2 separate regions of the Mus musculus genome follow, and region 2 is linked to region 1. The links are chromatin contacts, called in public promoter capture Hi-C maps. All regions are on one chromosome and are shown on one strand. The core of a region is the stretch at or near the end of the contact, and the rest is flanking DNA. Distances in the headings are between cores, read along the strand shown. Region 1 holds the start of Fyttd1 (forty-two-three domain containing 1). Region 2 holds the start of Tnk2os (tyrosine kinase, non-receptor 2, opposite strand).

What was found. Promoter capture Hi-C pulls out the DNA fragments that hold promoters and counts their contacts.
Region 2: a promoter capture Hi-C map of neural stem cells shows a contact between it and region 1. The contact joins the promoter of Tnk2os here to the promoter of Fyttd1 in region 1. A contact is called at or near these places in 3 of 39 promoter capture datasets (the 3T3-L1 cell line, HPC-7-derived erythroid cells and neural stem cells), 4 of 115 datasets of contacts at active chromatin or transcription factors (embryonic stem cells, extraembryonic endoderm stem cells, pancreatic cancer cells and 1 more) and 3 of 9 other capture datasets (adipose tissue, liver and pancreatic islet).

The regions. Positions count from the first base shown.
Region 1 is chr16:32,871,674-32,879,246 of GRCm38.p6, forward strand. Fyttd1 (forty-two-three domain containing 1) reads left to right here and starts at 6,111. Exons shown (of 9, transcript NM_027226.4): 1 at 6,111-6,323. The coding sequence starts at 6,221. It also overlaps a transcript of Rubcn not described here.
Region 2 is chr16:32,663,197-32,669,861 of GRCm38.p6, forward strand. It overlaps Tnk2os (tyrosine kinase, non-receptor 2, opposite strand), which reads right to left and starts at 5,001. Exons shown (of 3, transcript NR_033493.1): 1 at 4,759-5,001; 2 at 2,442-3,504; 3 at 2,027-2,112. It overlaps Tnk2 (tyrosine kinase, non-receptor, 2), which reads left to right. Exons shown (of 16, transcript NM_016788.3): 2 at 543-723; 3 at 2,690-2,760; 4 at 5,025-5,246; 5 at 6,191-6,343. The coding sequence starts at 561.

The sequences.
Region 1 (7,573 bases), core at 4,861-7,360:
ATGACTTAGCAAATGTAGATGCTTGCTACCAAGCCTGACCTAGGTTTGCTCTCCGGGACCTCCATGGTGGAAAGAGAGAATCAGCTCCTGCGACTTACTCTCCCCTCCACATGTAACATCAACTGACCTAACAGTCAGTTTAAGAAGAAAGAAGGGAAGGGAAGAGGAAAGACAAAAGGCCCTCCAAAATCAAAATGTTTTCCCTCTGGGGTTGAGAACAAGGTAAAGATGTTGCCCTACTAATCAAAGCATGGCCCTGGGGTCCCTGGAGTCCCTAGAGTCCCTGGGGTCCCTGGTACAGTATGGACAACAGGTAAAAGACACACGGATTTGAAACAATTACACTAAGTGAAACCATCCAGTCTTAACATACTGTCTGAGCCCATTCCTATAAAAGCTAAAACCTGCACACTTATCAACAGTGGAAGAAAACATATCAGTGCCTTCTAGGCACTAGGTGGGGGGAAGAATCACAAAAGAGCACAAGACAATCTTTACAAGACATTGATATATGTATTATTCAGGATATGGTGGTATTGTCACAGGTATCTGTTCTGTGTACCTATATAAACTGTAGACTTTAAATGAACATCTTTTATTGCCTATCAATTATATCTCAATAAAATGGAGGGGGAAAGAAAACCTACAAGGTACATTAAACAAACGTAGTAAAGGGGCTAAGTGTAAGAAAGCTGTGAGGATTGTGCCTGAGCTATAGTAAGACTCTGGCCCAAGGGTGGGGCATGGAATCAAAGCTCAGTTGGCAAAGCAACAGCATCAATGAGGCCCTTAGAAAACCCAAGTTCCATCTTCAGCGCTTGCCTAAAGAGCCAGGTGAGTTCAGGGTCCCAGGAGAGAGCCTACATTTCAAGGAGGAAGAAAGGGGCATGGGAATGCTACAGACAGACGTGGATACCCATGGATGAGATTCTCAAATCAATAATAATATAAAACCAAGTTGGACAGCTCAAGAGGTTGAACTTCTGGTAGACCAGAAGTTGATCTCTGGCCTTTACACACCTGTGTGCAATGAACTGTAGAAAGCCTCTAAGGTGCTGAAAAAAAAATACCATTACTCTTTAAGCTGAGCAAAGGTAAGAGATACCATTTCCATATTGTTTACTGCTGATCCTCTGAGCCTAGTACAATGCCTGGCTCTCAACTCCTACCTGAACATGTGTGTGCACACAAGCACACCACACTAAACATCCACCCACATGTAATATATAATCTTAAATACTACATCAGATAAAAATAGTAAAAATTGCTGTTTACATGCAACATGTGACATATCATGCCCTTGCTTACCTGGAATCCATATTAATTGGCTCTCAATTTCCTCTGACTATACTAGATGTTGTCTTATTTATACTGTATGAAATCAAACCTCTACAAAGGGTGGGGGCTGCTTGAATTCTGTTTCTTTTGAATTAGATGAGGATTCTGAACTGCTCCACGCCAGGCAAAGGTATGTGCTCCACCCAGCACAGCGCCCCATTGATGATGTAGGTGCTCAGAAAGTGCCTTTTACTCTGCAAGTTGTGTGAAGTTGTGAAGCACGGTAACCATATTGTTTGCTGCTTATCCCCGAAGGCCTATTACCACACCTGGTGCACAGTGACTATATGATTAACTGAAGAGCAATTGCTCACGCACCTAGAAAATGCAGAGTCAGTCTTTAACTCCAGCTTTTGTTAACATGGCTGATCAACATTTCAGTCCGTTGTGAGTGGTGACTCTGTGCTTGAAAGTGTGTGTGTGTGTGTGTGTGTGTGTGTGTGTGTGTGTACAGGGAAGGCACAGAGGCAGAAGCAATGAAGCAGCTGGTCACATCCACAGCCAGGAGGCAGAGAGATGAAAGGGCAAGTTCAGCTCGTAGACTGGTGTTGCCCACATGTAGTGTGAGCCTTCTACCTCAGGCAACTCAGCCTAGAAACTTCCTCATAACCACGCTTGAAGGGGTGTCTCCTAGGAGATTCTAGGTCCTGCTAAGTTGAAAATTAATATTAACTCTCACATAGCCAGAGCTGACTGAGACATTACTAATATAGGTATTGTAGTCATAACTTTTTATTCTTTTCTCTCAATGTAAACCTAGTTAAGTCCTGGCTATGATCCTGGAATTACAATTTATTAATAAGATATGAGGGAGAGATAATTGAAATTCATAGACTAACCATTTACCTCGAGTGACAGAGCTTCTGAGAATCAAATTCAGATCTGTAACTCCAAAGTCAGTTTGACTATACCATCTAATTAATTTACATTGATTACTTCCAAGTCTAGTGTTTATGGTAATGTTTGTACTGAGACCACAGCTCTGATCACAAGTTTGTATTTAAACTTTAATTGATGCACTAGTACAAAGTCAAATCTCTTCACAAAAATACTAGTGATAATTAATGAGTGATAGAACATGTGCAAATACTGGTGCCCTCATATGTTGTTGATGACAATATAGTGTGGGCTTGTGAAAATCAATCTGCCAGTTCCTTACAAAGTTAAAAAAGCACTGTCATATGGTCCAGCAATCTATATCCAGTATGTTTCTAAGAAGTGAGGACTTATATCCACACCAAACTCATATATGAAAGTTCATAGCACACTATTTATAATAACCAAAAAGTGAAAACAGACAACTGTCTATTAACTGATAAAGAAAACACTACATCCATGCAATGGAATACTATTCAAGTATCAACAGGAGTGAAGGTTGGACTTAGTGTTAAAATATGAGCAATCCTAGAAGACCTTGTTTAGTGAAAGAAGCTAGACACAACAGATTGTATACTGTATGATCCTGTTTGTACGAAATGTCCAGAATGAGCAATCTACAGAGACAGACAGGAGAGGTATGGTTGCTATGTTTGTTTTGCTTTGTGTGTGACCTATATGCTGGTATAGTATTACCACAGTGCTTTATTCTTGTATCTTTTGAAATCCAGAGAGTCTATGAATCTCTGAGGCCTTAGCCCTTGGGAACGTGAAATTCCAGATAAAACAAGAAGGATGAGATACCAAGGAACATTCTACAAAACTAAAAGATTTGGAATCAGGCTTCAGTTTTGAGAAGAGACAGGGACAAAAGGTAGTACTTATTATATTGGTACAAAAAAGTTTTTATATATTGGAATATTTGTTATTTGTTCTATACAGACCTAAAGTTAAAAAAAACAAACAAAATTTCAAAATCTAAACACACCTGTTTTGTTATATCAAATGCATGCTTTCAAAATCTAAATGCCTTAACTTTTTCATGTAGATTAGAAAGAAGATTAGAAACAAGATGGGCTGGTAAGATGGCTCAGTGAGTGAGGGTGCTTGCTGCTAAGTCTGACAATAAGAGTGTGATCCCTACATGGTAGAAAGAGAGAATGGACTCCCACAAGTGGTCCTCTGATTCCACACGTGCCATGTTACATGTGCTCACATACATGCACACCACACACACATATACAGTCAATCAATCAATCAATAATAAATGTAAACAGACTTTCCAAGCTGGGTATGGTAGTGTACAATTGGCACTAAGAAGGCAGAGGTGAGCTGGGCGTGTGACGCACGCCTTTAATCCCAGCACTCGGGAGGCAGAGGCAGGCAGATTTCTGAGTCCAAGGCCAGCCTGGTCTACAGAGTGAGTTCCAGGACAGCCAGGGCTGTACAGAGAAACCCTGTCTCAAAAAACCAAAAAAAAAAAAAAAAAAAAAAAGCTGGGCTGGAGAGTTGGCTCAGCAATTAAGAGCACTGACTGTTCTTCCAAAGGTCCTGAATTCAAATCCCAGCAACCATATGGTAGCTCTGTAATGAGATCCATCTGCAATGAGATCGGATGCCCTCTTCTGGTGTGCCTGAAAACAGCTACAGTGTACTTACATTAAATAAATAAATAAATAAATAAATCTTAAAAAAAAAAAAAAGAACCAATCTACAATTCTTTTCTGTAGTTTACTTCTACAAATGAGCAGAGAGTGCAGAAGTTATAACTAATGGCAGAGGGCTAATGCAGGGAGAAACATCTTGTGCTTAGAGCATCTCAGAAATGTAAAGATAGGGTTTCTGGCCTCAAACTCAGAGATCTGCCTGCCTCTGCTGGGATTAAAGTTGTGCACCACCACCACCACCCAACTCAGGGTTGTAAAGACTCTTAGGATAACTTATGCAGACTAAGGCCTATAGCATTCCATAAGGTAATATAACAAGTGACGGAAGAGAATGATAAATGCTGTACTCAATAAACCCAGGAACGGTAGAAGCTTTCTTGTTGGGTGGTTTGGTTTTGGTTTGGTTGTTTTGAGACAGCCTCACTGTGGAGCTCTGGCTGGTCTGGAGCTCTGAGATCTGCCTGCCTCTCAGTACTAAGTCCAAAGGTGCCTGGCCTCATCCACACTCTTCTTTACAATCTAGCTTCCCCAGTTGCTAGCAGTTCAAGGGGTTGGGGTTGGAGAGTAAAATAGCAAACCCAAGGACCTTGTGGCAAAAGCATCAGCTATTCTACTATTCTACGTGCCAGATTTTACTGTTGAATCTTGCTGAATTCAAACTTTTTACCATTAGTTTCTTGTATGCCCTCATAGGTGTGTGCTATGTTAACTGACTATATACAGTTACAGTTTTGCCATGGGAAAGAAAACCAACTTGACTTTTGCTGTTGTTTTGAGACAGGTAATCTTTACATAGCCCTGATTGTCCTGGAACTATGACCTGGCTTGTTTACAGCTTACAGAAATTCACTCACTATTCTTTGCCTCCCGAGTATTGCAATTAAAGGCACTGCAAAACACACCTGGCCCAACTTGACTTTTGAGAATAAGGGATTGTATTTCTCAAATTCTCAATAGAAAATTATACATTTCCTCAAGATAAGACTACTATGATTCATCAAACACCCCAAAACATCATGCTTTTGGATGGAATCACGAATTAAGAGTGGCCTTTTCTTTTAACCATATCGTAAGAAGCATTAGTATGTAGTTTTAAGATGGATCAATAGCTGTCACAATCTTTACTAAAAAGGGTAGATACAATATAACCAGGTCTCAGCTGGTAAAAGTTAGAAAATATGTTATTAATAGATGCAATTGTACATGATATGAAGTGTTTTAAAGTATGGAAGCTCCAAGCAAAAAATAGTAAAATGTGTCACGGCTGTTGAATTTGCAAATCACATGGATTGTGACATTACTAAATTAAATATAGGATAGTGTGGTTTTCAGATTTCTTGGGTCACTACAAAGCTAGCTCAGGTCTCTACTAAAGAAATTTTAGGAAGTGAAGAAAACGGTGGCAGAGATTTCTACACGAACAGAACACTTGACGCTGTTTTTTTTTCCTTAGATGAAAATGCCTGAGATGGTTTTGAGCTGTTATGTGGGGGATGGAATAACAGGCATGCTTCCACGCAGGTGCGTTGTAGAAAATAAAGTAAAAAAAAAAGGGGGGGGGGGAATAACATTTCGTAAAGGGGAAACGAATTATTAAGCTGGAATGGAAACATTAAGTTTTTCTATAAAGACGATTAAGGAAAATATATATATTTCGCCACTCAATTGAGTAATAGAAAAACGCAACCAAATAAACAGAAGTACTTACCCTCCCAAGGGAAGATGAGGTCTTACTAAGGTAGCTAGTACCGTGCCAAATGTTTATAGAGTGCCAACTGAGACAAGGCACAGATACATTAGCATTTACTTTTATTGTTAAGGTGACTCAAGAACTGTCACTGCAGCCTTTGCTATCAGACGTGGCAACTCAGGGACAGGGGAGCTGGGACCCATCGCTGCAATCTCGGCTCGCAGGGGTCTGTCCAGCCTCCGTAGGCTGCACTGCAGAGGGGCGTGCCGGGCCTTTCCGCAGCAGGACGGGCCGGAACAGCAGGGCCAGGCTAGTCGTTCAGACTCGGTTTCGGAGGCGCTGCCAATGGTGTGGACCGTCGAGGCGCTAGGACAGCCGCTATTCCCGGCGCCCTGGGCTGAGGCTCCAGGACGGCGCCCCGCACCGGTAAGGGCCGCTAGGCGCCAGTTTCGCGTGGGCCGCTCTAGCCGCCCGCAGCTCGTCTCGGTAGTCCCTCTCCCCCGCCCGCTGCTGGGAGGTGGGAGGGCGAGGACGCCGCCGGCGCGCGTGCGCGCTCTGCGCTGCAGCTAGTCTGCGTGCGTGAGTGGGAGGCGGCGGGCCTGCGACTCTGGCCTTCCCGGCTGACTGCTCCGACGCCGCAACCCCAGTCATGAACCGGTTTGGCACCCGGTTGGTAGGAGCCACGGCGACCCCGCCGCCGCCACCGAAAGCACGAAGCAATGAGAACCTGGACAAAATCGATATGTCCCTGGGTGAGAGACCAGGGTGGCCGCGTCGTGGTGGGGGGAGGGGGCGGGAGGCACGGTGGGGGAAGGGGCGGTTGACCGCGGTTGCCTGTCCGGTTTGGTCGCGCGTGGGCGGAACCGGCGAGGACCCCCCCCCCCCGATGGGACGGGAGCGACCCCGGTGTGTCCCACCCCCGGGGGTAGGGAGGGGTCGTAACAAGGACTGGCCGGGCCCGGCGGTCCGCAGGGTCCGTAGCTGCTGTCTTCTTTCCCCGCAGGACGGAGTCTCTTGGGCTACCCGGGCCGGCGTGTGCTCACCCACCCGGGGCTTTTCCTTTTAAAGGGTCTTAGAACCAGCCTGGGGCTGCAACTGACTAAAGCCAGCAACCGCGAGAATAGCTTGTCTGGTGTGAATGCCCAGAAGTGCGCTGGGCACGGGCGATTTCCAACCGGCGCCTCCCCTGGGAACGCCGGGGGTCCCGGACGCGGTCCCTGAACGGCCGCTCGGAGGGGTCGTTAAGCGTGAACCGTATTACTGAGTTTGATTAGGTGTTTACTGAAGCGTGTTCTCTAGCACGGTTTCAAAGTTAGCCAGTTGGGGGTGGGGAGGGAGAGATGTACGCAGATTGATAAAATGTCAGGTAGAACATGGGGTCCCGTGTACATAAAAAGGATGCCGTGGTTTGCTGATGATTATGTAAGAAAAGCATGAGGATTGTTTTTTATTTTCGAAAAAAAAAATAATTCCAATCCAACAGTATGAGGGCTTCTGTTTGGTTTGGCTTAGCAAATCCAAAAGTAATTCCTTCTTTTCTTTTCTTTTTTTTTCTTTTGTAGAGTCAAGTTATGTATGGTACTGGATAGAATCAGTGCTCTCTTTCTTTTTCCTCTTTCCGGGTCTCTTCTCACCACACTGCCCCTCTTGGATATTTTAAAATACCTGAATACTGAACTTGTGTTTCTTTTCTAATGGAAGGCTATCCTGGGCCTCAGAAGCCCAGGGACCATACAGCTGAAGAGGGGAGCAGGTGTCCCAGTGGAAGGGCATCCTGAGACACTGGTGCCCAGGAACCACACAGCTCTGAAAGGAAACCTTCGCAGCTCCCAGGGGAGGGTATTCCCAGCTGAGCTGAGGAGCTCAAGAGTCTCAGACCTACTCCACTTGTTTGCTTCTCTTCATTGCTTCTTGGCTTCTTATCAGTCACACCAGGCAGCAAATCGCATAAAAGAGATTTATTGGTAGATCCAGAGAGAAGAGGGACGAATCCAGTAATGGC
Region 2 (6,665 bases), core at 3,751-6,250, 210 kb before region 1:
CTCTGTCCACCTGCTAACTGTCACTAGCCCCGCCTCCATACACATGCACCATGACAAGCAAACATACCCCCTCTCTGGATGGTTGCACAGTCCTTAGGAGAGCCATTCAAATAAAGGGCTACAGCTAACACCTGTCAGCCCAGCTGCCTGCCTCACAGTCCTTCATTGAAGAGCCAGGGTTTGAACCAAGGGTTTATCATTCTCATTGTAACTCTTTGTGCTGCACTGAGCTGCCTGGGAAACTCTGAGCTCCTGGCACGGTGTTGACAGGACACTGGAAATTGCGGGAGCAGGAGGCTCATGCTGGGCCTGGGTGGTGTGTGCCTGTGTGCCTGTTCTTACTGCATCTGTGTTGAGAGAGTGCTGTGTTCAGGAGAGGGTCACCTGGTCTGGGCTCAGTTTAGCTGCTCCAGCTCAGCTGTTTTAGGTAGCAAGAAGGTGCTTTGAATGCTGTAGGATGCGGGTGAGCCAAGGGCACAGATGGGCAAGCCTGCCATCTGCTCACATCCCTTGGCTGCTCAGCTATTCTTTCGTTTCTACAGAGGCTGGGGAGCAGCAGCATGCAGCCGGAGGAGGGAACGGGCTGGCTGTTGGAGCTGCTGTCCGAGGTGCAGCTACAACAGTATTTCCTGAGGCTTCGAGATGACCTCAACATTACCCGCCTATCTCATTTTGAATATGTCAAAAATGAAGACCTGGAAAAGATTGGCATGGGCCGGCCTGGTAGGTAGCCCACAGGCCTTGCTTTCTCTTCTGATCATTTACCTCGTTTGTATTCATCATGGCCCAGCACAAGAAGAATCTCTTCATCATGGTGGTGGCTGTGAGTGGGAGGCAGGTGGAGAGTGCTGTTCACAGGGTGCCCAGGGAACAGTTTGCAGTTGAATGTAAATGTGAGTTGGAAGTTGAAGAGAACAGAGTCTTAGAGCTGTGGTCACTCAGAGTTAGTCGGATATACCTTTTTTGGCTTTCTCCCAAGGTGCTGGGTACTGAATTTAGGGCCTCACTTGTGCCACCTGGGTGCTCTGCCAGTGAGCACACCCCAGGCCTCCCTGCCTCCACCCCTTTTTAAAGAGATACTAGGAATTATCCCTAGGACCTTTCACGTGCTAGGCAAGGGCTCCACTACTTTAGCTCTGGCCCGTCCTTTCTGCACTTTGTGGTTTGGGGGCAGAATGTCAGTAAGTTACCCAGGGTAGCCTTGAACCTTTTATTGCTCTGGCAGACCATGGACTTAGCCTCCTCCTGGCTCAGCCTCCCTGTGCTACCAGGTCTGCTCTCTAGTCCTTCCCCATTGGTGTTTGATCAGATATTTGTAGATGTATTTCCTGTGTCTCTTCTGTTTCATTCTGAACACCAGTGGGGTTAATGCCAGCAGATCCACATGAGAAGAGAAGACAAAAAACCCTCAGATGGGGCTAGAGGGATGGCTCAGTGGTTAAAAGCGTGTACTGTTCACTTATAGAGGACACCAGTTTCGTTCCCACATCAGGTAGCTTGTAACTGCCAGTAGCTCCACAGATCTGACACCTCTTCTGGTCCCTATGGGCACCCTTACACATAAGGAACACACACAAAATACATAAAAATAAAAAAAAAATCTTTTAAAGAACATGTTGTTACTTTAAACTTTCCCTTCTTTCTAAACTAAAACTAGCAGTTACCATCTAGAAATGAGAAATTTATCATGGGTTGTGGCTAGACCTCTCTTGCTAAAAGATATTGTTTATTTAACGTCCGTGAAGTTCTGGGTTTAATTCCCAGCACCAAAACACAAACATCTCAAGAGGTGGAGGCTGAAGGATCAGTAGCTCAAGGTCATCCAGGCCAGGCTACAGTAGACTATCTCAACAACAACAACAACAACCCACAATCAGAAACTTTAGTGTGTCCAACTCAAAATAGCCAAATGTTTTACAAGCTAAAAAAGAAAAAGACAGTAACGTGTGCTGCTTTTGCTTAGATAGTTGATTTCTGCCCTAGTTAGGGACACCGCAGCTGTGTGACACCATGAGCAAAGCCGCTTGCTAAGGAAAGGATTTATTTAGTTTATACTTTCACATCACTGTTCTTGAAGGAAGTCAGGACAGGAGCTCTCAATAGGACAGGAACCTAGAGGCAGGGACAAATGCAGAAGCCATGGAGGGCGCTGCTTACTGGCTGGCTGATGCTTTGCTGAATCCAGGGCCACCAGCCCAGGGATGGCACCGCGGACAATGAGCTGGGCCCTCCCCCATCAGTCACTAGTTAAGACAATGCCCTGCAGGTGTGTGAACAGCCTATGGAGGCGTTTTCTCAACTGAGGTTCCTTCTTCTCTGATCTAGCTTGTGTCATATTAGCATAAAACTAGCCAGCACAGCGTCTGATGTCAGTAGTGTAAGAATATTTTAAGGGAAGGAAACCTTAGAATGGAGACAGGTGTATGTGTGTATCTCCTTACCTGAGTTGTCTGGAGAGTTGGCGAGGTAACTGGCCACTTCTCATTCTGCTTTGATGAGTAAACACCTCCAGCCAGAGGTAGAGTGTAGAGATTGGGTGAATGAAATTCCTAGTTGGCAACTGATCCCGTTGGTGGCATTGGGTTGAGTGGTGTCCCAGGAACTGAGGAAGTCAGTTAGGTGGATAGCAGCCTCGTTGGGAGGGTGTGAGAGCTGTCTGACAGACCTCGTTCACTTTCCCTGCTTGCAGGCCAGAGGCGGCTGTGGGAGGCCGTGAAGAGGAGGAAGGCCATGTGCAAACGCAAGTCATGGATGAGCAAGGTGTGTGTGAGAAGGGTGTGAGGGGGTGGTGGGGCACCCAAGGGCCTCCCGCTGCTGGCAGGCTCAGGAGCCTTCTCCTGCTGCCCAGAGGTATAATCTCACCGATTGCCTCACACTTTGTACAGACTTTCCTCCTCCAAGCTCTTATCTGACAGGACACTTGTGGTGCTGCCTGGCTAAGTGTCTGTCTCCGCCACAGACAGACCGGTGAACGGCCTGTGTGCAGTAAGGGTTTCACAGCCTCTCTGGGTGCCGGAGCTGGGACTTGTTGATAAGTGTTCCTTCCTTTGAGTGTCAGGCCAGTGTCCAGAAAGGGGTAGAGGGGACTGTCTGGACATCTTTGCCTTGTTCTGTCTGCCCCCCAACACTTCCCTGTGCTCTCCGCTCTTCAGGTTCCTGTGGTCATCTGGCTCTGCTGACAGCTTCCTTCCCCACAGCTCCTCCCCACCCCCTAAGTTGGGTCTTTAGTGTTGTGAGTCCCTGATCTGACTCAGTGGAACTTTGCCCATTGTCTGGAAGACAATGAGAGAGGAAGTGAGCCAGCCAGGGCCTCTCTCTCTACTTCTGGCCTCAGAACTGGGGTGAGGGGTGAGCAGGGCAGAACAGCTGGACTGGGATTGGGCAGTAGAAATTTTCTGGCTGCAGTCTGGCAAAGGGGCTGTCTCTTGAGAGCCTGTGGCCTTTTCTGGGGACACAGTCCTGGTCCATCGCCCAGGTTTTTGCAGAGGATGAATGTGTGGCGACCTATTGACAATAGAGAAAAGCAGTGTGGGAATTTTGGATCTTACCCCAGTTCATAGTAGGTCTCTGGGTGATCAGTGGTCCTTTCTAAAATTGTCATGTCTTTGGTAAACCAGCATTGGCTCCATTACCCAGCTTACCATGTAGGACTGTGCAAAGGGCCTCGTGGCTGCAGTGGCGAAAGTAGATCTTGTAAATTGAACTTATTGGCAAATATTAGGAAAATACTGGGAGGAGGGGACAAAGTCCAAACAGGTCCTCAGATTTGAGCTGCCCTTAGTGTTTGATTTCGGGACAAGGGGCTGAGGGGCATATTTTACATACCAAAGCAGACCTGGCCTCCAGGGTCTCCCAGCATCCCTCAGTCCCTACCTGGCATACTCTGCCCGCCCCACCCCCCACCCCCAACTCAGAACTTTCCAGCCCAGGGGCTGCCCTTCTCCCAGAGGCTCTTCCCTAGTAACCCAGACATTTCCATCTCTCTCTGACTCTTTCTGTCTGTCTGTCTATCTCCTTCTCTCCCTCCCGCCCCTTTCTTCTCTCTGTGCACACCCTCTCTTTCTTTCTCTTTTCCGCCCATACCCCCACTTTCCCCATGACCACTCTAATGTGGCTTGAGTTGGCTCACTTCACCAGCTGGGGAGAAAGAACCTATCACTCAGCACACACGGGTAAGGTTGGCCAGCTCTGAGGGCAACGAGAAGAGTCTGTAGCCTGGCACTAGAGCTTTAGATGCCCAGTGGAGGGGCCAAGTCAGATTGCATGGCCAGGTGAGTTCCTTCATAGCCCCCCTCTTCCTGTCTCTTGACCTTTGGCCCTTCTTTCTCCAAAACAGGCCTTGGAGACCCCTCTAGTCTTCCTTCCTTCTCAGCCCTTGGCTCTAGGCGCCCCTCCAGAAATCCAGCTGTCTTTCCAGGCCCTTCTCCAGCAAAGACTGGCTTCATTTGCACTACATACACACACATAACACATACTCATGGGTCAACCTCAGACTAAAATTATCTTCTCCCCTGGGCAGGATGAAGGGCAGCCGACTCCCCAGGGAGGATAGAGACAGACAGTGCCAAATGGTTAACCCAGAGAAGGGGCCAGGGCTAAAAATGGACAGGGAGGTGTTTGGAGGGCCCCTCGGGCTCCTACCCTCTCTTTGTATGCTAGGGGCAAGAGGCTGTGCCGTTTAGGAGGTTCAGGAAGGGAAGGGTAAGATGGGGAGGAGCTGAAGGCCAGGGCTGCCAGGGCTGGGGCTTGGGGGTGTACCTGGAGGGCTTTGGGCTATCTCTGTCTTCACAGACCGTTTTGGGGTTAACTTCATCCACAAGCAGCATCTTCATCTGTTTTTGACGACTACCCTGAGGCTTCAGCTGTGGGTTCCCCGTTAGGGTGTACGCTAGAAGTGTGTGCCTTTAACAGGCTGCCCCTGGCAGCTTGGCAAAGCCAGGAGCTGTCTGAGGCTTACCAGTAGGGTGGGACTGAGTGCCTCTGGGGCCCTGGGTTCCATCTGGCTTCTGGCTGCTTTCAAACAGGTGTTCAGTGGAAAGCGGTTGGAGGCCGAGTTCCCTTCCCAGCACTCTCAGAGCACCTTCCGGAAGCCCTCCCCCACCCCAGGGAGCCTGCCAGGGGAGGGGACCCTGCAGAGCCTCACCTGCCTCATTGGGGAGAAAGACCTACGCCTGCTGGAGAAGCTGGGGGATGGCTCCTTTGGCGTGGTGCGCAGGGGTGAATGGGACGCCCCCGCAGGGAAGACGGTGAGCTCTGGGGTGGGCACCTCTCCCCTTCTGTCAGGCGACAAGTGACTAGGGACAGTTGTGAAAGTACTCACCTTTTGAGCCATGTTCAGGTTTAACTGAGCACAGTGATTTCTTTTTTTCAAGTCTAAAGATAGTTTGCTTACTATGAAAGATTGGACACGGAAAAATGAAAGGCAAAGGCCTGCAGCTCCCACTGCCCGGCTGAGGCAGGGCTGCAGCGCCCCCTCCTGCCACCCCAACCCCTGCAGGGATTTGTTGTGAGACAGCATCTTGGGTAGACCAGGGTGGCTTTGAACCTGCAGTGACAAAGTATTTTCTGTCCCTTTATCCTTTCCTTCCTTCATGGTCTTGGATCAGCTTTGAAGCAAGTGCTGTGCCACTGAGCTATGTCTCATCACTAAGATAGAAATTAGATTTACATATTTAAGTCATAGCCTTTTTTCTCTTAATTAAAACTCCCTAGTGGATAACCACACACAAACATACACGTATGGGGTGTGGGGGGATACAGATTATTGTAAATATATAGGGCCAGATGCACTTCCCAGACAGTATATTAATATTGCTAGCACCCAGCAGGATTTGTCAAGCCCTGGCCACTCAGCACCCCTTTTTCCAAGGTGGGGGGCATCCATAGATTATGGCATTATAGTTCAACTATATTATTGTTCTGTCTTTATATTGCTCATCTCTTAATTTATTGTCACTGCTAATTTGGGAATTTGCCCAGAAAGAAGAGGCCCACATTTAGTGACCTTTAGAGGTCAGTCAGCTGCCACCCTCTTGCAGTGCAGAGGATGTAGGATATAAACTGATGGCATGCTTGTGCACTCAGATGAACAGGTCTGACGCAAGGGGCTTTACTCTGAGTTGGAAGGTGCAGTTAGCTCAGTGTTGGGAACCATGAAGGTCTAACGCCCTGCTAATCCTGCACTGGGCAGGTGAGTGTGGCCGTCAAGTGCCTGAAGCCTGACGTGCTGAGCCAGCCAGAGGCCATGGACGACTTCATCCGGGAGGTCAATGCCATGCATTCACTAGACCACCGAAACCTCATTCGCTTGTATGGTGTGGTGCTCACACTACCCATGAAGATGGTGAGTGGCTGGGTGGGAGGGAAGGCCAGAGGGCTACCTGCAGTCTGGGCTCCCAGACGCACTCTTCCTCCTGCCTGCTCCAGTTTCCCGCCACAAGTGGCAAAGGGGTTTACCAGGGTACTGCCTAGTGCTGTCATCTCTGGATTTTCTACTGCTCACTGGCAAGATGTGCCCATAGGAATGGCTGGCCCTTGACATGAGTTATCTTTGGAGTTTTTAGCCTGGGCCTCTTTGGAATGCTTTATTCTGGGGTTTAGATTCTTGGGGGTGACTGAAGGGACAGGTCAGAAACGAACATGGAGTTCGTTCATTGGAGCTATGG